4 separate regions of the Sus scrofa genome follow, and all the other regions are linked to region 1. A link is a contact called in public Hi-C and HiChIP or PLAC-seq data. All regions are on one chromosome and are shown on one strand. The core of a region is the stretch at or near the end of the contact, and the rest is flanking DNA. Distances in the headings are between cores, read along the strand shown. Region 1 overlaps PDE3B (cGMP-inhibited 3',5'-cyclic phosphodiesterase B). Region 2 overlaps LOC106507279 (a long non-coding RNA gene). Region 3 holds the start of PSMA1 (proteasome subunit alpha type-1). Region 4 overlaps LOC106507279 (a long non-coding RNA gene).

Region 1 (5,467 bases), core at 887-3,386:
AACCGGTTGGGACATGTGCCATGTTACATATCCAGGAAGGACACAGGAGGTCTAGAAGAGAAGCAGGCAGATGAAAACTTGAAAACATCTGGAGGGAACAAGAGATTTAAGAATACTGGTAAAATAGAGGCTCTTCCATATTATATTTGGAAAATGACAGTCTCTGCTTGAATTCCCTTTAGCACAATTAGACCATGATGTTTATAACAATTTTAAAATTTTAAAATGAGTCTGAAAAATATTAGGGTTAGGAAAAAAAGTAGGGAGTTCCCGTTGTGGCTCAGTGGTTAACGAATCCGACTAGGAACCATGATGTTGCCGGTTCAATCCCTGGCCTTGCTCAGTGGGTTAAGGATCTGGCGTTGCTGTGAGCTGTGGTGTAGGTCGCAGACATGGCTTGGATCCCGCGTTGCTGGTGTAGGCTGGCAGCTACAGCTCCCATTAGACTCCTAGCCTGGGAACCTCCATATGCCGAGGGAGCGGCCCTAGAAAACGCAAGAAGACCAAAAAAAAAAGAAAGTATGTGTTTTACTCAATTTCAGAACATCGAATGATAAAAACAAAAGTCTCATGCTGTCAATAGAATATGGAGATTAATTGGTATTTTTACAGGTTAAAGTTCTACCTATTTCAAATAATAAGTGACCTCAGTACTCTCATATATTGCTCCACTCAACTTATATTTGTCCCTTGTCCCTTTAAATATTGTTATTTCTGGTTTTGTACACTTAACAGGAAAAAAACCTTACATGTATATTTTACGTGCTACTTTATTATCAGTATGGGTTTAGAAAAATCCTTTTCGGAGTTGACTGGCATGTTGAAGGACCAGCAAAATAAACCAGAATAGCTAAGAGAGAATTACAGGAGAGGAATTGGAAACAAAAAGTAACCATCACTCTTTTGAGGAATTTTGCTATAAATGGGAGCAGAGAATTGGAAACGGCTGGGTGTGAGTATGATCATGAGAACGTGTGTGAGAGATGTGAGGAACTACAGTATATTTATAGTCTAATGGGAATGATTTAGTAGCAAGAAAAAAGAATGATGAAGTAAGGAAGAGGGAGAAAATTGCTTGTGAAATATCCTCAGATAGAATCCAGGGGATTGGATCTAGTGCCATTGACTAGACCTGGTGAAGTTCATCTGTAGTAACAGAATGAAATGCAGGGAGTGTGGGATGGGGGTATCGGAAGGCAGTTTGATAATTTGATGACTTTTTTTTAACTTATGAGTTTTGGAAAGAAAGGTCTCATCAAAAGTTAAAATAATTATCCTTTCAGCATAGTAATAGAAAGGGGATAAAATTGGAGGGTTATAAATCTAAATTCAAATTCTAGCTCTGTGATTTATTAGCTGACATCTGACAGAAGAACTTGGTTAACAATGACCCTGTATTACTCAGGGGTTCAGGGAGAAATAGAATTCATTCCAAGGTGGTTCCAATAAAAAGATTTTAATGATGAATCCACTTTGAGCGAGTGAGCAGGGTTAATAGGATAGACAAGAGGTGGCTAGGCAACTAGAGACAAGTAACTATGGAAAGCTATTATCTCACCTGAGGCTGAAGGAACAAGGGTGGAAATGGTGTTTCCAGAGTCACAGCTGAAGTTGTGAAGGGAAGACCATCTGCTAAGAGCTGTAGTCATGGAGGAACTACAGTTATTACCAGAGACACAGGTGTGTAGGCAGAGGCAGCAGAGAAAAAATAACCTTCATCTCTCTCTCCTCCCAAACTCATTTCCTGCTGTCATCATCTCTCAATCTGAGCGGAAATCAGCTGCATGGGAGCTCAGGAGATGCAGAGCATAGGGGTCTGTCTCCCCAGAGAGCACAGGAAGGCAAAGAATGGATCTGGAAGGCAAATGCAGAATAATTAATATAATCACTAAGCCTCAACTTCTCCATACATAAAAGGGGTTACTTGCAAAACTTGTGATTTTACATGGCTGCCAAGCACCTGCTGTATTACTAGCACATAGTGCTGTTGATAATAATAGTAGTAAATGATAATTATAAGATGATGTAGCATAATGGTTAAGAATCCTTAAGGCTTTGGAATGAGGCAGATCTGAATTTAATTTCTGTCCCTGCCACTTACTAGTCATGTGACCCTGGGCAGCTTACTTCACCTTTTTTAGTCTCTGTTGTGTCATTTGCAAAATGAGGAAATAAGGCTTACCACAAAGAATTCTAGTAAAGATTAAAGAGGACATTAGGTATTAGGAATCTAACAGTGCTGGTGCATAGCTTGCAGTCTAAGCCACCACAGCTGTAATCATATATTTTGATTGATTAGTAAGAATAGTAAATGAAATTAGTTTCTAAGTAATGCTAGTCTCCACCCACTCTCCCCCCCCCTTTTTTTCCCCTGCTTCTCAGTTTTTCTGGCTGGGGCCCTTCTGTGTCATGCAAGGGTCAGGGTTACTATCTTTGTACTTTCAACTAGTAGAAAGTACCATTTTGGTTAGTTTAGCTTTTTGACTGTCCATTTATTTTGTATTTTTGGTTTATATTCAATAAACAGAGTTAAATGGGCCTAAGGTGGAAGGCATAAAAATAGAAAAAGTTGTTAGTGCTAAAATTCAATCAGTTTCATTAGCCTAGATTTATACATGAAGCTCAAGTAAAATATCAACAAGAAACACGAGAATAAAGGATGCTTTAACAGTTAATTCAGAGTTATACCATAATGGCTAATCTTTCAAATTTCACATAAATATCACAGTTCTGTAAGCTTGACTTGAGGACACATATATGTTTTTCCTTTTGGCTACATGGGGAACAATGAAATAAAACCTCATTGACGTAATTGAACCTGATAACATCTCCTGGTTGTGCTGCTGATGTTTCACTGTGGTATTGGTGGTTTTGTAGAGCTCTGTGAAGCATGTTGGACTTATAAACATATTCAAACAGAAACTTTTATCAGGATTCAACTTTTTAACCACAAAGAAAAGCTGAATTTATATAAAGGCACAGTCTTGGGTTTACTTTATCATGTCAACTAAAAGAATTTTTTAATAGTATGCACCTGGTATGTTATTTATGATAAAATGCTATTTTTAAAATTATCTTGAACAGGTAACTACAGTGTGTGAAAATATATAATAATTTTCAATAACTGTATTATACTTGAGTTTAGATGGAAACAAATATAATATTTAGAGCCCCTAAAAATAGCCATTAAAATTTCATACTTTTGTTAAATCTTATAATAGAACCATGATTTGAGAACATATCATCGTCACCGTAACTTCTTGCTTTACTGTTATTCAAAGTTTAGCCATGTTTCAATTATTTATTTATTCTTATATTTAAATTATAAGATCTACTTTGGCATTGGGATTGAACTTTAGATGCCTACATTTTAATGGACTTGGGAACAGTTTACATACAAAGCATATACTATATACTTGGAAATAAAATTTTAAAAGGGCTATACATTATATAGGAAGAATGAGGCTTCTACTGATGTTTCTTAAACTTTTTTTTTTTTTTTTTTTGGTCTTTTCAGGGCCACAGCCATGGCATATGGAAGTTCCCAGGCTAGGGGTCGAATCAGCGCTGTAACCACCAGCCTACGCCACTGCCACAGCAATGTGGGATCTGAGCCGAATCTGCAACCTACTCTGCACCTTGCAGCAACACCAGATCCTTAACCCACTGAGTGAGGCCAGGGATCAAACCCACATCCTCATGGATATTAGTTGGGTTCTTAACCTGCTGAGCCACAATGGTAACTCCTTAAACTTTTAATATCCATGCACTATCCACTATGTATTCACTGTAAGTGGCATGCACTACCAATATTAGATAAATATATTAAAATGATTCATAATTTTTAAAAACTAAAAAAATTACATTACCAGTGAACATTGTTTGCAATAGTAAAAGCATTCTGTTTTAGCTCACTGATGTAAAGAGGTATGTGTTGTAGGTTCATTCTGTATCTAACCAAATTCTTTCCTTTTTTCTATTTCTCTTCAATTGGAAAAATCCAAGCAAAACTATAACCTACAATGGAAAGCAGCAAGTGTTTTTTTGACTGTTGGTTCTGAATACTCTAATTCAACAAGGACCCTGGAATCAGAAAGAGATTTCTTTCAAGACTGTGTCAGTTGCTAAGTAATGGGCATTGTCATACTTAAAAACTTGAGAAATAGTTCTTTGCATTTTATTGAAGAAAAACTTCTATTTACTATTTGCAGGTTTATTTGTACTCCATTTTCCCACAGCACGCTGAAAAGATGTACATACACTCTGTGGCCCAAAATTGAGTGCCTGTGTGTTATGCTCTTTCTTTAAAACTGAAATCATGCCCAGCATGTATGTTTTAACCACCAAGCTGTTTTCTGTGACTAAAGCAGTGGTAGATCTATAGTTAAGAGGTAATCTCATTGTTTAGTAAGTCTTTTTCTTACTGAACAGTTAACTGATTCTTTCAGAATTGATTGCAGCACATTTTTCAAGTCTCTCTCATAGTTCACAGAATAATCATTAAATAGGAAAAAATCATATTTTGTAGTATGAGTTTACACATAAAAATTTGTCTGCTATCTTTTGTTGTCTGTATTACACATAAACCAAGAGCTGATTTGGATTCATCATATGAGTGCATTTGCCTGCCAGTAAAGTGAAATATCTGCCATGTACACATATGATAATAATTACTCTGTTACCTTTTATGCCTTTTCAGTTCTGTGATGTCCCAAGGTGTCATGTAATAAATACGTTTTGGAAATTATTTGGTCTGGTTTCTCTACCAGCATAATGTTTGTTATCTGTGTGACTAGTTTTACAAGTCTCTCAGCAATAGTTTGTCTTTTGTGTATGCTTTTCCTATGAAAGGCACAGACTCTGAATGGTGCCTCTATAGTTTTTGTCTCCTCTGTTTTAGGGACAGAAATCTTGAGTTTCATATAAGAAAGTATTGTGTGTTTATTCTAGAAAAGTTCTACTGGTTTATCAAAAAGCTTCATATTTTGTTTGAATGTCATCAGTGTTTCAAAGTAGACAATATGCAGAAGAATATAGAGTGAATGAATTGCAAGTCTGAAAAAAAGTCTAGTTTTTCGATAGTCATTCTTGTATCACTTAATAGTATATATTTGTTTTCATGGGTTGTGGTATTATCACACCCACAGATTTGTAGTCAGTTTGCATTAGAATCTTATTCTTGATTTTGGCTTAGCATTTATTCTGAGTTATTTATGTTACTATTTTTATTAGTACTTTAAGCTTTAGGAAACCAATTTTGAGCCATTTTTTCCCCCTTTGGAATAATACTGTAACAGAATGTAAAGAATACAGAGTTCCCATTATGGCTCAGTGGTAATGAACCTGACTGGTATCCGTGAGGATGTGGGTTCGATCCCTGGCCTTACTCAGTGGATTAAGGATCTGGCATTGCCACAAGATGCAGTGTAGGTCACAGATGCAGCTTGGATCCTGCGCTGCTGTGGCT
Region 2 (5,146 bases), core at 832-3,331, 180 kb before region 1:
ATAGTCCCATCCACGATGTATGAGTGGTCTGGTTTCTCTGCATCCTTACTAGCATTTGGTGTTACTTTTTATTTTAGTTATATTAATAGGTAAGTAGTAAATTTCCTTAATGGGTCTATTTCCTTGAATTGTGCTATTCAAATGATCTATATCATATTGGATAGATTGTGCTAGTTTGTGCTTTTCAAGGAACTGGTCCATTTCATCTAAGTTGTCAAATTTATGTGTACAGAGCTATTCTTAGTATTCCTTTCAAATTCATTGATTTCTGTTCTTTGTTATTTCCTTCCTTTTGCTTTAGGCTTATATTGCTCTTTTTCTAGATTCTTGTATAGGAGCTTAAATTAAGGATCACAGACTTTTCCTCTTTTCTAATATGCATACTTAGTTCTATACATTTCACTGAAAGAGATATTTTATGTTGTGTAGAAAAGTCTTAGTGTACCTGCCATGTTTATAGCTCCCTACTGAGGAATTCAATTCAATTCAGCAAATATTTATGGAGTGCTTGGGCCAAGCACCATTCTAAATCCTTAGTACACATCAGGGAACAAAATAGACAAAGGTCTCTGTCTTTGTGGCGCTTACATTCTAGCAGGAAGAGATAGGCAATAAATAATAGGTGTAATTTACACAGAATGTTAGAAAGTGATAAGTCCAGGAACACAAAGTACGGCAGCGTAAGAGGGAATGGGTATGTGGGGAACTGTAGTGTCTCCTGCTGCAGAACTTACGGTTCTGCATTTAATACTACAGTTGTAGTGTTGAATAGTTTGTTCAGGCAGGCCTTGTGGAGAAGGTGAGATCTGAGTAAAGATCTAAAAGAATTGGTCAAGCCAGTAACTGTATAAAGTGTGCTTCAGGACAGACGGGGCAGCTAGAGCAAGGGCCGTGTGGTGGGGGCATGCGTGGACTAGAGGAAAAGCAAAGAGGCAGGTGGGGCTGAAGTGGAGTGAGTAAGGGGGAAAGTGGTAGAGATGAGGTCAAGGTATACTGGAGGCTAGGTCTTTAGCTCTTTCTCTGAGTGAAATCGGGAGCCTTTGCAGTACTTGAAGCAAAGGAATGATATGAACTGATTCGGGTGTTAAAAGAATCACTCTGGCTACTATTAGCTGTATTTTCACTACTTCTCATTTGCATTGTGTAGAAGCAAGTGACCTCTTAGCAGGCTACTGAAGCAAAGCAAGTAAGAAGAGTATGGTTTTGAGCAAAGTGGTAGCAGCGGGAATGGTGAGAAAGCGATTACATTCTAAACATCTTTTGAAAGTAGAACTAATAGGATTTTTTCATAGATTGGACTTGGGGTGATAGGAAAAGATAGCATCTGAATAATCAGCTTGATATAAAACTTTAAACTTAGTTTGACCACACTTAATGCCATATGCACTCCTCTAACCCCCACAACCTGGCCTAACTTGTTGGACAGTGGCAGGCACTTACCTGGGAGCAGCTGGTCAATAGTTGGATATTAGCCTTTAATGGTATCCTGGCATGACAGTTTTGCACAGATAAATAGCAATTAACTGTACCAATGATTTTTTTTTCTTTCAGGAATCAGAACTGGAGAGAATAAATCATCAGTGCCATCATCATCAGTGAGAGCAGAAGCTGAAAGACTTGGAGAGAAGTCAGTGTTGAGACTTCATGAGTAAGTAGAAACTAGAAATAAGCAAGAGCTCTGAGCAAACAAAACCCATGAGGCAGCAAAAAGATAAACAGAGTAATGACAGAAGTGATAGAAGATAACTAAGAAAGCATCAGATTCTCAGGAAATAGAGTCAGTGGCCCTGCCTGGGTCACAGGCCAACCCTGGAGCCTGACATACAGTAAGCTCCTCTGTTACCACAAGTGGGAGTGTGTAGCAGACAGGCAAAAATGACTGGTGTGCACCAGCCAGGTGGAGTCAGGCTGGAGTCAGCTCCACGGAAACCAGAACCACACGAGTCAAAATTATGAGGGTGCAAGGAAGCCAGAAAAATCTGAGGAAACCTGTCTGCTGAGAGAGGTAGAAACATATAGCATATGCTCAGAAACGAGCAGAGCTGGGGGGTGATGCAACCATGTGACAGATGGAACTACAGCTAATCTTCCTGTTTCAGTCTCATCCCAGGGTGTCCTCTCTGTGCTGATTCTTGCACTTTAGTGCCCCCAGAGAGTGCCTTTTGTTCATAGATCTCCTTTTCTTTTTTCTTTTTTTAAATTGAGTATAGTTGATTTACCCATATTATGTTAGTTTCAGGTGTACAATTAGTGGTTCAATATTTTTATACATTATACTCCATCTAAAGTTATTACAAAGTAATGGCTATATTTTCTTGTGTTATACAATATATCCTTGTTGTTCATTTGCTTTACACATAGTAGTTGGTATCTTTTACTCCTCTACCCCACTTGTAACTACTAGTTTGTTCTCTATATCTGGGAGTCTGTTTCTGTTTTGTTGTATTCATTTGTTTTACTTTTTAGGTTCCACAAATAAGTGACAACATATGGTATTTGTCTTTGTCTGACTTATTTCACTAAGCATATTACCCTGTGGGTCCACCCACACTGTTGCAAATGGCAGTGTTTTATTCTTTTTAAGACTAATATTCCATTTTATATACATGCCACATCTTATGTATCATTCATCTGTTGATGGTCACTTAGGTTGCTTTCCTCAGACTACCTCTTTTTCTACTTGAGCTTGTGTAGGTAGTTTTTGATTTATGCTCCAGGAATAAAGAAGGCACATTTTGTCGGAAGTCTCTTGGTATCTACTTATCTCTCAGGATTGAGCATGGCAGACAAGGTACAAAAAGTGAAAATGCAAGTATGTGGTATAAAGAGGCACTAACTAGAATCATGTGGTGCATTGTGCATACTTTCATTTAATCTGTATTGTGAGGGAGGTACCATCACCGAGGTCGACCAGAGGGTAAGTACAGTCCATCCTCACTATCTGTGGATTCCGTATTTGCAAATTTGCCTACTCACTAAAATTTATTTGTAACCCCAAATCACTACTCTCAGCACTTTAGTTATTCACAGACAGTGCAGAGCAGTGAAAAAACATGAGTTGTCCTAGGTGCATATTCCCAGCTGAAGCAAACAAGACAACTGCTCTCCCTTCTTGTTTCAGATTACACTGTAAACAAGTTTTCCTTTTTTTTTTTTTTTTTTTTTTGTCTTTTTTCCTTTTCTAGGGCCACTCCTGAGGCATATGGAGGTTCCCAGGCTAGGGGTCTAATCGGAGCTGTAGCCTACGCCAGAGCCACAGTAACTCAGGATCCAAGCTACGTCTGCAACCCACACCACAGCTCACAGAAATGCCGGATCCTTAACCCACTGAGCAAGGCCAGGTATTGAACTCGCAACCTCATGGTTCCTAGTCGGATTCGTTAATCACTGGGCCACGATGGGAACTCCAAGTTTTCCTTTTGTAGTGTGCTTGTTAGACGAGCTTTTTTCAGGTGTGAGTTATAGTGCTGTTGACTGTGAGTTCAATGTTAGCAGGTCAATAATATATTTTAAATAAGGTGTCTTCGAATAGAAACACATAAGACAAAGTTGTGTATTGATTGTTTAATGAATATGTTGTGACTGGAGGCTTGCAGGAACCTAGCCCTGTATTTTTCCTATAAGTAGTAGTTCAGTGTTTGCTAATTCAGTGTTTGCAGAGACTTCATAGAACATAACTACTATGAAAACAAGAATCAGCTGTGACATGTACAGGATCAAATAATTTGTGGAAGAGTTGGTGCCTGCCTCCAAAACCTTCCCTCTGATACTGTACACCTGAGCTCATTCCATCCCACCAGTTACCTTTCAGAAGACAAAGAAAAGCTCCTCAGCTCAGCTTCCAGTGCTCCTTACACTGTATGATGTTGCCTTCCTTAGAACTTGTTGCCTCATTGGGAAATGAACAGGTGGGAAACAACTGTGAAAAATGTAAGATCATCCACCTTAGGGCTGGGATTGTAATCACAGCGAATTTGTCATCACTCATATGGCACTTCAATATATGTGGCAGACATGGCTACTCTATCACAGCCCCTGTTCCTGCTTGCACCCAAATGAAGTGTCCCGATCTTTCTAAAATACAGGACTCTAGGCAGTTACTACCAGTCAATTAGAGGTGGCATCTCAGATGAAACTTTATCTTTCTTGCATGATGACCTGTGTCCTTATAAGATACAGCATTCACTTGGAGGATCTGAGTTGCCAGACTTAAGGAATTTTAGAGTTTATGAAAATGTTACATTCTCTTTCAAAGCCTAGATCCTTATGGCAGCTCTGAGTGTCTGGCTGACTTTGCTTTGGGAGGGCTTCCTGGAATCTTTTACACGAGACTTTGCTTCTGACAGATTCATCTTGATGGGCGCATCCTTCTTGTTCATCTCTCTGTTGCCTATGCCTAGAACACTGTCAGAGAGTTGGTGCTCAATGGTTTTCTTGAAAGAATGCCTGGGCTCCAAGACTGACATCTGTCTTCCCCAGGGAGAAAAAACTCTAATGCAGGCAGTGACAGAATGGAAAGAAGCAGAAGTGGGTATGACAGGGTGTGGAGCTTTTCAGCAAGAGCTTTTTGGAGGAAGCAGTCAAGAAATTGTATATGAAACTGAACTGGAACAGCTTTCTATTGACTCTCTCTGCCTCTTCATTTCTCTACATATTTTCACCTATGGCTTACCTCTTTACCTCCGGTACAATGGATCTGGGAAACCCAAGTAGGAATAGGGTTGAGGCACACAGAGAAGAGGAAGCATGGGGTCTGCTGCTTGAGCTGGGAGCTAGTCTTAACTTTGAACTAAAGGACCCCAGCTTTCAGCTTCTGGACCTGTGGGTACCAGTCTTGCCAAATCTTACATAGGGCTTAGGACACTTACCCTCTTTCTGTCCAGTGAAATACTTCTTCCTTTACCCTACCTTTTTCTTTCTCTCTTTCATAAGTCATGGCAAATGGGGTATGAGAAGAAATAGAGAAGAGGGATGGGAAGTTAGACCAGGAAGAGATGGGTTTATTTGACTGGGAGCCTAAGAAAGGAGTGTGGCATGAGAGTTAGAGTTGAAGGAATATTGCTCGATTTCTGAACCATATTTGTTTTTTTTTTATTACTGGAAGTGATTTTTAGTCAAAATCTCTGCCCTGGTGTGGGGAGAACTA
Region 3 (4,827 bases), core at 517-3,016, 230 kb before region 1:
CCTGGCCTTGCTCAATGGATTAAGGATCTGGCATTGACATGAGCTGTGGCATAGGTCAGATTCCAGCTGCTGCTCTGACTGGACCCCTATGGAACTTCCATATGCCTTGGGTGCAGCCCTAAAAAGCAAAAAAAAAGAAAATAATAATAATAATAATTTTCTAGTCTATTTCCATCCAACATTAATGAAAGGTTGTTACTGCAACCTCATTGGAAGATTTCTACTGTACTTAGTTGCAAGCCAATTTTACATTTACAAGGAGCTTGTGAGGGAGGGGAGAGCAGAGCCAGATGGGACCTATCTTCCCAAATTCCAATTCTACCACTGTCCATTGCACTGCCTTTGAGTTCAGTCAATTACTAAAGTTCCTATGTGTCCACTCTCCTTTCTATCTTTGGCTTATTCTCTTCCCTGATACCAAGACCTAATACGATCAAAAGCATTCCTTTTCCTTGGAGTGCCTGTCGTGGCTCAGTTGTTAACGAATCCAACTAGGAACCATGAGGTTGCGGGTTCCATTCCTGGCCTTGCTCAGTGGGATAAGGATCTGGCGCCTCTGTGAGTTGTGGTGTAGGTCGCAGACGAGGCTCGGATCCTGCGTTGCTGTGGCTCTAGCGTAGACCGGGGCTACAGCTCCGATTAGATTAGACCCCTGGCCTGGGAACCTCCACATGCCGCGGATTCCGCCCTAGAAAATGCAAAAAGACAAAAAAAAAAAAAAAAAAAAAAAGCATTCCTTTTCCTTAAATACCTCAAATGTCTACCTCTTGAAGCCTTCTCCATCTTTCCTCCCCAAATCCCAACACATACTCCTACCATTCCTTTATCTACACCTTTTTTTTCGACCTTATATTACGATTAGGGACGTGTCTGATTTATCTTTGAACCTTCACTGTAGTTAAAACAGTGCATTTAAAACATTGTTATAGAATGAGTACACACAAGAATGTCCCCAGAAAGTCAGAAGTGGACACAAATAGCCACAGAGACGGACCCATTACAGCTTTAAAGACAGCTTAAAATGAGTCTGCCAGCACAGTACTTGGGAGCCCAATCATTAGGGTGAGAAGGCTGACTGCTGGAATGGTAGACATAGGACTGGAAGCTCTGAGCCCTATATTGTAACCCTTATTCTATCACTTCTATCAGCTTCAGTTTACTCTTTCATAAAAATACTTAACTGGATAAGTGACTGAAAAAAGGCCTTTTCTGATTGAGCTCTAAAAGAGAATTGAGCTCTCAACTCTGCTATTGGCTATACAGGGAGATTCCAAAAGTCAAATCCCAATTTTTCCTTTCTCTCACACAGAGCACTAGGGGCCCCTCTGGACCGCTCGGAATCTACTCGACTGAAGGAAACTGAGGGGCGAACTCGGCTAGCAGACCGAGGAGGTATTGTTCAAGGCCGGATGGAAAGCGAAACAAACCCAGGGGAAAGGCCGCACCGACTACCGACTTCCCCTGTGCCGGCCAGGCCAGAGATGCTGAATCACTCCAGAACCCCCCATCGGCTGAGGTTCCCATGTCCCATAGCCCCGGCCCGCTCTAAGAGTGACAGAGAGATCACTCGCCAACCCCCAGCCAGCGGGCCTGTGCCCCAACCCTGTTTGAGCTCGGAATCCAACGCACCATGGTTCCGGCGAGAGCCTAGTCACGGCCTCCGGTAAACCTGCAGATCAAGGAGCGCTGCCGAAACTACCGCTCGGCGATCTGCAGAGAAGTCTGCGGGACTATGCGTCGGCGCAGGGTAGAGCAGTCTATTCTAGAGATAGCGATAGGCTTCCGGCGCTTCCCCGCCCTCAAAGCTCTCCGCCCGCTCGGGAGTGGGCGGGGCCTGGGAAATCTGAGAAACTCACATTGGCGGGAAAATTTGGGCCAGGAACGCCCGCGGGAGCTAATAGTCGCTGGGTGGCCACTATCAAGTCGCCTTTCTTGGATCCTCAGAGAAGTTACCTGTGAGCTGTAGATTCCTGTCAGTTTCTCACCGGCCCGGCCGGATGCACCCGAGATTCCTGGTGTACTGCTCAGCCTCTCATTCAGCGTCCACAGAGATTTGTGGTGTTGGGTAGCGAGAAGAACAGGACTGCAAAAAAAGACCACAAATAATGGTCCATTTCTTCGTGTCAACGGTACTCTTCCTGGAGTATCTTGTTTCTGGACATGATTTTCTTTCTACTTTGGAATCCTTTTCCTTACTCCTTATTTTCCAGGCGTTGTTGTCACTGATCACTATCATTATTATCAGACTTTAAACTTTTTGAGGGCATTAATGTCTTTGCCGTCAAAACCAAGCACGATGCCTGAAAGAATAGGCAACTGAGGGACATCTTCTTCCGAAATAGGTATTTTCCTTTTTGCGAACATCTTTTAGTAAATTCTCAGAGAAAATAGTTTAGGATAGCTCTACAAACAGCTGCCAACCTAAAATTTACTGACTGCCAATGATGAGTTCTTTTCTTTACGAAGAAGAAAGGATGAGTACCTAGACTCAGGTAAGAGTTGAAAGGGGTCTTTAAGGATCTAAGCTTTGTCAATGAAGAGACTCAGCTCCCTTAAATGATTTGTTCAAGTTAGAGCAAGTTGGTATCGCACTTTAAAAACCTTGTCACATGTATTTTGGACACTTTTTTATATTAAAATTTTTCTAGGTTAAACAAGATTCCCGATATTCTGCATTGTGAACATATGATATTTTATTTACCGAAACCCCCATTGTTTAATATTTAAGTTTAATATTTAAGCCCTCTCCTGGAGCTCCCTGTCTGGCTCAGGGGGTTAAGGATCCACATTGTCCTCGTGAGGATGCGGGTTAGATCCTTGGCCTTCTCAGTGGGTTAAGGATTTGGCGTTATTGAGAGCTGCGCTATAGTCCCGCAGCTGCAGCTCCGGCTGGACCCCTAGCCTGGGAACTTCCATATGCCACAGGTGCAGCCCTAAAAAAAACCAAAATTATCCCTCTCCCAAGAAATTCATTTATGAGCTGCTTGATATATTTTTTTATGTGTACATCTATACTCCTTTAGAATAAATTCCTGAAAATCAAAGGATTTAGTGAAATGGCTATTTCTAAGAATTTTATTAAAAGTGTTACAAAAACCAAACAAACAAACAAAAAAAGGAGTTCCCTGGTGGCTCAGCAGGTTAGGGACCTAAAGTTTTCTGGTTACTGCTGTGGCACAGGTTCAGTCCCTGGCCCATGAACTTCTGTATGCAGGCACAGCCAAAAAAAAACAAACAAAACCAAAAGTGCTAAATTGCTTTCCGGAAATATTTTACCAAAACATATTCTCAACAGTAGTATATGAGAGAGCTCCCCTTCTTAAATTCACCAATACTGATTGTTGTCATTTTTCAAAATTACTGTTATTTTAGTGGACTAAATTAACTGATTGTTCTCTTCTGTTTTCCCAGCACCCAGCAGGATGCCTAGCATGTATTAAGAGTTTAATATATAGTTAAATGAATGAGTAATGAATATTAGATGAATGACTAAATAAATGATCATTTAAAAATATTACGTAGGGAAATTCCCACTGTGGCACAGTGGGTTAAGGATCCAGCATTGCTGCAGCTGTGATGTAGGTTGCAGCTAGTGCTTGGATTCAGTCCCTGGCCTGGGAACTTATGCTGTGGGTGTGGCTGAAAAAGAAAAAAATATATATATATATTATATAGTATATAAACATTTTGACAGTTCTTTTCCACATATCTATATATTCACATGCCTCGCACATATGTATAATACATATAATTTAAATGTTTTTTGAAGTATAGTTGATTTACAATGTTGTGTTAATTTCTGCTTTACAGCAAAATGATTCAGTTATACGCATAAGTATTCCTTTTCAAATTCTTTTTTTTATTGCTTTTTTTTTTCCTTTTTCTTTTTTATTGTTTTTTAAGGCTGTGCCTGTGGAGTATGGAAGTTCCCAGGATATTGAGTATAGTTTCCCTTGCTATACAGTAGGACCTTATTATTTATTCATTCTACATGTAAGAGTTTGCATCTGTTAATCCCAAACTCCCAATTCATCCCTCCCACACCCCCTTGGCAACCACAAGTCTGTGCTTTACATCTATGAGTCTATTTCTGATTCATAGATAAGTTCATTTGTATCGTATTTACTACGTTTATTCCACATATAAGTGATATCAACATATAATGGTTTCAACAAGTAAAATCATATCAAACTGTTTTGTACTAGACTCAAAAGGTTGAAGCCATCTTTTCATGTCCTTAAGTAATAATCTGTAATATTTTAAATAGTTGCATAGTATTCTATTGTATGGAAATACAATAATTTACTTAATTATGTATGGACAATTACACTATTTCTAAGTTTTTGCTATTATAAAAATACCACAATGAATATTCTTTTTTATTTTATAATGATTTTTATTTATAATGAATATTCTTATACATGCACACATTTTGTGTACTCCTCTGATTACTCTTTTTTTTTTATTACTCTTTATGATGAATTCATAGGAATAGAATTGCAAGTACAAAGGGAAACCCACATTTTCAATGATGATAAATATGGCCAAATGGCAAAAATAGGAAAATTATATCAATATGTTTTCTAGAGTTCCTGAGAGTCCACTTTCTCTACACCTTCATGAGCACTCGATAGTGTATGAACTTTTTTTTTGGATAATGATTTTTATTTTTTTATTATTATAGCTGTTTTACAGTGTTCTGTCAATTTTCTACTGTACAGTGTGGCGACCCAGTTACACATACATGTAGACATTCTTTTTTCTCATATTATCATGCTCCATCATAAGTGACCAGACATAGTTCCCAGGGCTACACAGCAGGATCTC
Region 4 (4,851 bases), core at 124-2,623, 160 kb before region 1:
CACCTGTGGCATATGGAAGTTCCCAGGCTGGGGATTGAATTGGAGCTGCAGCTGCCAGCCTACACCACAGCCACAGCAATGCAGGTGTTTTCAACCTACACCACAGCTCAGCAACAATGCCAGATCCCCAACCCACTGAGTGAGGCCAGGATGGAACTAGAATCCTCATGGATACTAATCAGATCCATTTCTGCTGCACAGTAGAAACTCTTGGCTCTGATTCTCATTGGCCCAAATTGGATCACATGCTCATTCCAAAACCAGTCATTTCCTCTCTTTTTGGCTAGGTCTGGGTTCCATGCTTCCCACCTAGTGAGTAGTAGGGACTTTTCACAAAAGCAAATTAAGATGTGATGACCAGTAGAAAAGCAAGGGACGCTCACAGAGACAGATTAGGGTTTTGTGGGGCCTGAAGCCTTATAATATTTGGCCTCTCATTAATAAAAATAATAGAGAATTACAAATTTAAAAATAAATATGCAAATGAATTTTGTTTAGAATGAGAAATTCACAACAAATTACTGAAATCTTGGAGATTTGGTTCTTTTCTGCTAAGGTCTGTTTAGGCAATTTACCAGAAATGCTTATATTTAAAGTCTTCTTGATTGTAACGTGCCTTCCTCTCCTTATCTGGAACAATCTGTAACTCCTAGAGCCTCCCAGCACTTACAAGGACCAGACCCATGCAAGTGAAAGGCTCTGTAGTTTCCCAATAAATCTGCCTCTGGACCCAGAGCAAGGGGGAAAAAACAACAACAACAGATGTCTATTTCTTAATAGCAAATTCCTTGTTTTAAACAATGGACATATATTCAAATAATTCTGCTCAGGCCACCACGTCTGGGGAACCTTGGTTCTTGGCAGAACAAGTGATCATCATTTTGTACTTTGTGGCACTGGCCAAACCCAGCTGGATTTTTGCTACACTGATTTTAACAGCTCTACACTCACGTAATTCAGTGCTTTAAAAGGCCATGTTTTATTTGGCACTGATGCCTTCAACAAACTTACAGGGACCGTTGGCCCCAGGAGTCAAAGCTGAACCTGTCCTGCCACAGCTCTTGGCCATGTCCTAATGTCATCTTCCTTCTTCTTGTCTACTTGTTCTTGTGCCTCTTCCTTCTCTTCCTCCTCCTTTTCCTCCACTTTTTCTTCTTGCTTCTCCTTTTCTGCCCTGATTGTTTTGATAGCTCTTTGAGTTCAGACAGTACATCACACATGAGGCCCAAATTATGAGCAAATTCCACTGACGTCAGGCCATTTGTCCATCCAGCGAACTTGGCTCGTTTTTTGGCATCTCTAAGCTGTGTCCATTGGAGACGCAGACAAGTGCCTTCAGGGCAACAGAGGCACTCCAGATGGTACTGTTCAGATAGGCTCCCCAGCACACTGCCTCCCATCTGGGCCAGCGCTCTGAATGCCATAGGCTACTCTCGGCACATCCCCACAGCTGCTGTTGACTCTTGGAAGGAGCGCAGCAAACATACTGTGACTTATCAGGGGAAACCTGCAGATGATTAACTCTGGGCCCATTATACGCTGCCTTTCCACCCAAGTGGACTCCAGGCTGGGGGTAAAAGCAGGGTAGGAGAGAGGGTAGACAGAGTGGAACACTGGGAGTTTGGCAGCAATTGTAAATGTTTTCCTCAGTAAAGGAGACACATCAATAGGAGAAAAAAAAAGAAAACATTCATAAAGAGAAAAACGTGGGTTCAGGTCCTTGCTGTTTCACATATTACCTGTGGGAGCTTGATAGATTGTGGTGGGTATCTGCCAAGCATTCTTTCCCACACTTCTGCTTCTGGAAACAGCAGCCTCTTTCCCTCAGGGCTCTCCTTTCTTGCTCCATATGGCCTCAGAGCTCTGTCTGTTAGGAGTAACCCCCAACCCCTCCTTTCTCCTACCCCTCAGTGATATTACCCAGTGGGGCCAATTTCAGTGTCACAGGGCCCTGGATATAGCAAATAAATACATAAGTTATGCCAGCTCCTTGTAATCTTTCCTTGAAAGTTTTCAAAATTTCTAAATTGGATCAAAGCAATATAAGAATATTAATACACCTTACAATTCTAGGAGTTACCATTATGGTGCAGCAGAAATGAATCTGACTAGGAACCATGAGATTACAGGTTTGATCCCTGGCCTCACTCAGTGGGTTAAGGATCTGGCGTTGCCGTGAGCTGTGGTGTAGGTTGCGGACATGGCTCAGATCTGGCGTTTCTGTGGCTGTGGCGTAGGCCAGCAGCTGTAGCTCCGATTAGACCCTTAGCCTGGGAACCTCCATATGCCGCAAGTGCATCCCTAAAAATTAAAAAAAAGAGTGTGTATATATATATATATAACATATTATATATATAATATATATAAATATATTATAATATATATAATATATATAACATTATATGTACATATATACATATATATGTATATATTATACATAATATATTTTACACACACACACACACACACACACACACACACATACACCTTACAATTCCAAAATGAAGGAGAAAGGAAAATAGCTGTCACTCTAGCTGGGAGGAATGGAGATATCCAAAGTTAAAAATCTTGGAGTTCTCTTATGGCACAGCCAGTTAAGGATCCGGTATTATCACTGCAACGGATTGGGTTGCTGCTATGGTACAGGTTCAGTCCCTGTCCTGGGAACTTTCATATGCTGTGGGCACAGCCAAAAAAAAAAAAGCTATGGCTCTGCTTTTCTGAATCACTGCCATAGCTACATGGAGGCAATGTGGGATTACATATATGTGAATTTTCCTGGCAGCTGAAGGTTATCCTTTCAAGGGTAAAAGAGCCTCTTTTTTTTTTTTTTTTTCTTTTTGCCATATTATTCACAGAGTTTGCTAAAATGTTATATACACTTCCCTTTTAAAATGGGTCATACCACATTTAACCTCTTCTGGATGGCTTACAGTCATCAAAATGAGCATCAATTAATAGGCTGTGTGATAATGTGTTTTGGGTTTTTGTTGTTGTTGTTGTTGTTTTAAGATTGTCCCACCCTGCATTTCCTAACTCCTTCCTGCTCACCCAAGCACCACAGGGCAAGCTCCCCCAAAGAATGAGCCTCATTCATAGTCAAAGCTCTGATTCTCTTCCTGTCTTGCACACCCCTTCCTGATGTGTTCTTGCATTCCTCTGGCTCCTGAACTTCTGTTTGCTTCCTGCTTTTAGTCCAGCCGTTTCCCCTTAGATCTCACCTGTGATACAGCTGCTCTGTGACTGACCTTTGGTCTTCTTCCTCATATGCCATTCTGCCTCTGCCCTTGAGCCCTGTTCTGCCTCCAGCTGGCACTTGTACTGAGCCAGGCTAGGGTCCCATGACAAGGGATCAGATGTTAGTGTTCCTGACGCCTTTCACATGGTTAAATGCACTGGGATCATTTACTGCAGAGACAAACAACCTTACACGCCACCATAACCCCTCGAGTAAGACTTAAAATAGCTGGGAGTGGAAGAAGGGTTACAGAAGATATTTGTACTACAGCAGAAGGCCTACTGTGATTGGGCAGTGCAGACAGCAGTTCTCTGGGGAGCGTCAATGACCATTTTTACTGGTTAATTGGGTTATAAATGCTTGTCAAATTTCCAAGCCTGACAGCTTAGGCTCCATCACTGGCCCCTAACTTACCCAGGACTAGCTTTCTCTTGTCCTCCCCCTGCTGACACAAGAACCCAGGGTTACCCAGGTTATAACCTTTTCTCTTTCTGCTTCAACAGACTCACCTCTTCATCTCCATAAAAATGATTTAAAGGTGAGTTAGTAAAACATGACAGTCTATGTATATACATGTTGAACATGAATCTTATACTTCCCAAGGTTAAAGGGAGCTAACATGCTAAAAGGATCATTCTGAAAGAATGGACACCCTTGGTTAAAGCTATAGGAAATGTTGCAAAGGATGAAATGTGACATTTGAGGTATAACTATAAACTTCTCCGCCCCCCCTTTTTTCTTTTTAGGCATATGGAAGTTCCCAGGCCTAGTTCCCAGAGGTCGAATTGGAGCTGTAGCCACTGGCCTACACCACAGCCATAGTAATGTGGGATCCAAGCTGTGTCTGCAACCTGTACCACAGCTCATAGCAATGCCGGATCCCCAACCCCCCCCCAGCAAAGCCAGGGATTGAACCCACATCCTCATGGATTCTAGTCAGATTTGTTTCCGCTGTGCCATGAAGGGAACTCCTCAGTCCCATCTTAAGAACCTAGGAGAACGCTGACCTATGCCATGTTCTCAGTGGCTCACTCAGCAGCTGTTTTGCCTCCTTCATGTGGAGCTGGCCCATCTGCCTGTCCAGGCACAAAAAGCACTTAGGAGCCCAGCCTGAAGGCCCCATCCCTGATAGGCACCCAGAAACTTCCCCTCTCTTTCCAACTCTCCTCCCTACCCCAGGCTCATTTCTGCTCACTCTGGCTCTGGAAGCCCATGGAACAGTTTTAATGCAGCAGTCCTCAATTCTGGCCACACACTGGAATCATCCAGAGAGTACTGAAAAACTTCTGATGTCCAGGCCCAAACACAGCGAATTAAATTAGAATCTCTGGGACTGGGGCTCAAGCATGAAATTTTCCTCCCAAAATTTCACTGAGAAAAAGTTCAAACATACAAGAAAGTTGAAAAAAATTTATAGGACACCTATATATCCACCACCTAGATCTTAATATTAGCATTTTATTATACATGACTATCCATCTTTTAACATTTTATTACCACATGCTTATCCATCTCTTAACATTCTTCTAACTATTAATCCATCTTATTTTAAAAAATATTTTAATGTAAATTAATTAGCAGGGCATATGAAAAGGGAGGATGGAGGGTTATTG

The links. Hi-C and Micro-C count contacts between places; a contact is called where the count stands out from the background. HiChIP or PLAC-seq counts read pairs in DNA pulled down with a chosen protein or histone mark.
Region 2: a contact with region 1 is called in an H3K27ac HiChIP or PLAC-seq map of alveolar macrophages. The contact joins two enhancer-like sites. A contact is called at or near these places in 1 of 47 Hi-C or Micro-C datasets (blood) and 1 of 2 datasets of contacts at active chromatin or transcription factors (alveolar macrophages).
Region 3: a contact with region 1 is called in an H3K27ac HiChIP or PLAC-seq map of alveolar macrophages. The contact joins the promoter of PSMA1 here to the enhancer-like site in region 1. A contact is called at or near these places in 4 of 5 promoter capture datasets (fetal liver, fetal skeletal muscle, liver and 1 more), 28 of 47 Hi-C or Micro-C datasets (alveolar macrophages, blood, embryonic fibroblasts and 13 more) and 2 of 2 datasets of contacts at active chromatin or transcription factors (alveolar macrophages and skeletal muscle).
Region 4: a Hi-C map of liver shows a contact between it and region 1, with 5 times the contacts expected there. The contact joins two enhancer-like sites. A contact is called at or near these places in 3 of 47 Hi-C or Micro-C datasets (blood and liver) and 1 of 2 datasets of contacts at active chromatin or transcription factors (alveolar macrophages).

What each region holds. Positions count from the first base shown.
Region 1 is chr2:44,502,215-44,507,681 of Sscrofa11.1, reverse strand. The region is part of intron 1 of PDE3B (cGMP-inhibited 3',5'-cyclic phosphodiesterase B); the gene reads left to right. Among named protein-coding and RNA genes, the nearest start is that of PDE3B, 110 kb to the left of the region's middle. Within about 2 kb of position 2,136, at least 18 of the 83 cell types and tissues checked have an H3K27ac peak or open chromatin away from gene starts, as enhancers often do. A contact at or near this core is called in alveolar macrophages, liver and retroperitoneal adipose tissue, where this site is marked.
Region 2 is chr2:44,681,911-44,687,056 of Sscrofa11.1, reverse strand. LOC106507279 (a long non-coding RNA gene) reads left to right here. Exons shown (of 7, transcript XR_001303160.2): 5 at 1,552-1,648. Among named protein-coding and RNA genes, the nearest start is that of PSMA1, 56 kb to the left of the region's middle. Within about 2 kb of position 2,081, at least 12 of the 83 cell types and tissues checked have an H3K27ac peak or open chromatin away from gene starts, as enhancers often do. A contact at or near this core is called in alveolar macrophages, where this site is marked.
Region 3 is chr2:44,737,041-44,741,867 of Sscrofa11.1, reverse strand. It overlaps PSMA1 (proteasome subunit alpha type-1), which reads right to left and starts at 1,766. Exons shown (of 10, transcript XM_003122965.4): 1 at 1,630-1,766. The coding sequence starts at 1,632. It overlaps LOC106507279 (a long non-coding RNA gene), which reads left to right and starts at 1,839. Exons shown (of 7, transcript XR_001303160.2): 1 at 1,839-2,492.
Region 4 is chr2:44,662,678-44,667,528 of Sscrofa11.1, reverse strand. LOC106507279 (a long non-coding RNA gene) reads left to right here. Exons shown (of 7, transcript XR_001303160.2): 6 at 3,742-3,776. Among named protein-coding and RNA genes, the nearest start is that of PDE3B, 51 kb to the right of the region's middle. Within about 2 kb of position 1,373, at least 19 of the 83 cell types and tissues checked have an H3K27ac peak or open chromatin away from gene starts, as enhancers often do. A contact at or near this core is called in liver, where this site is marked.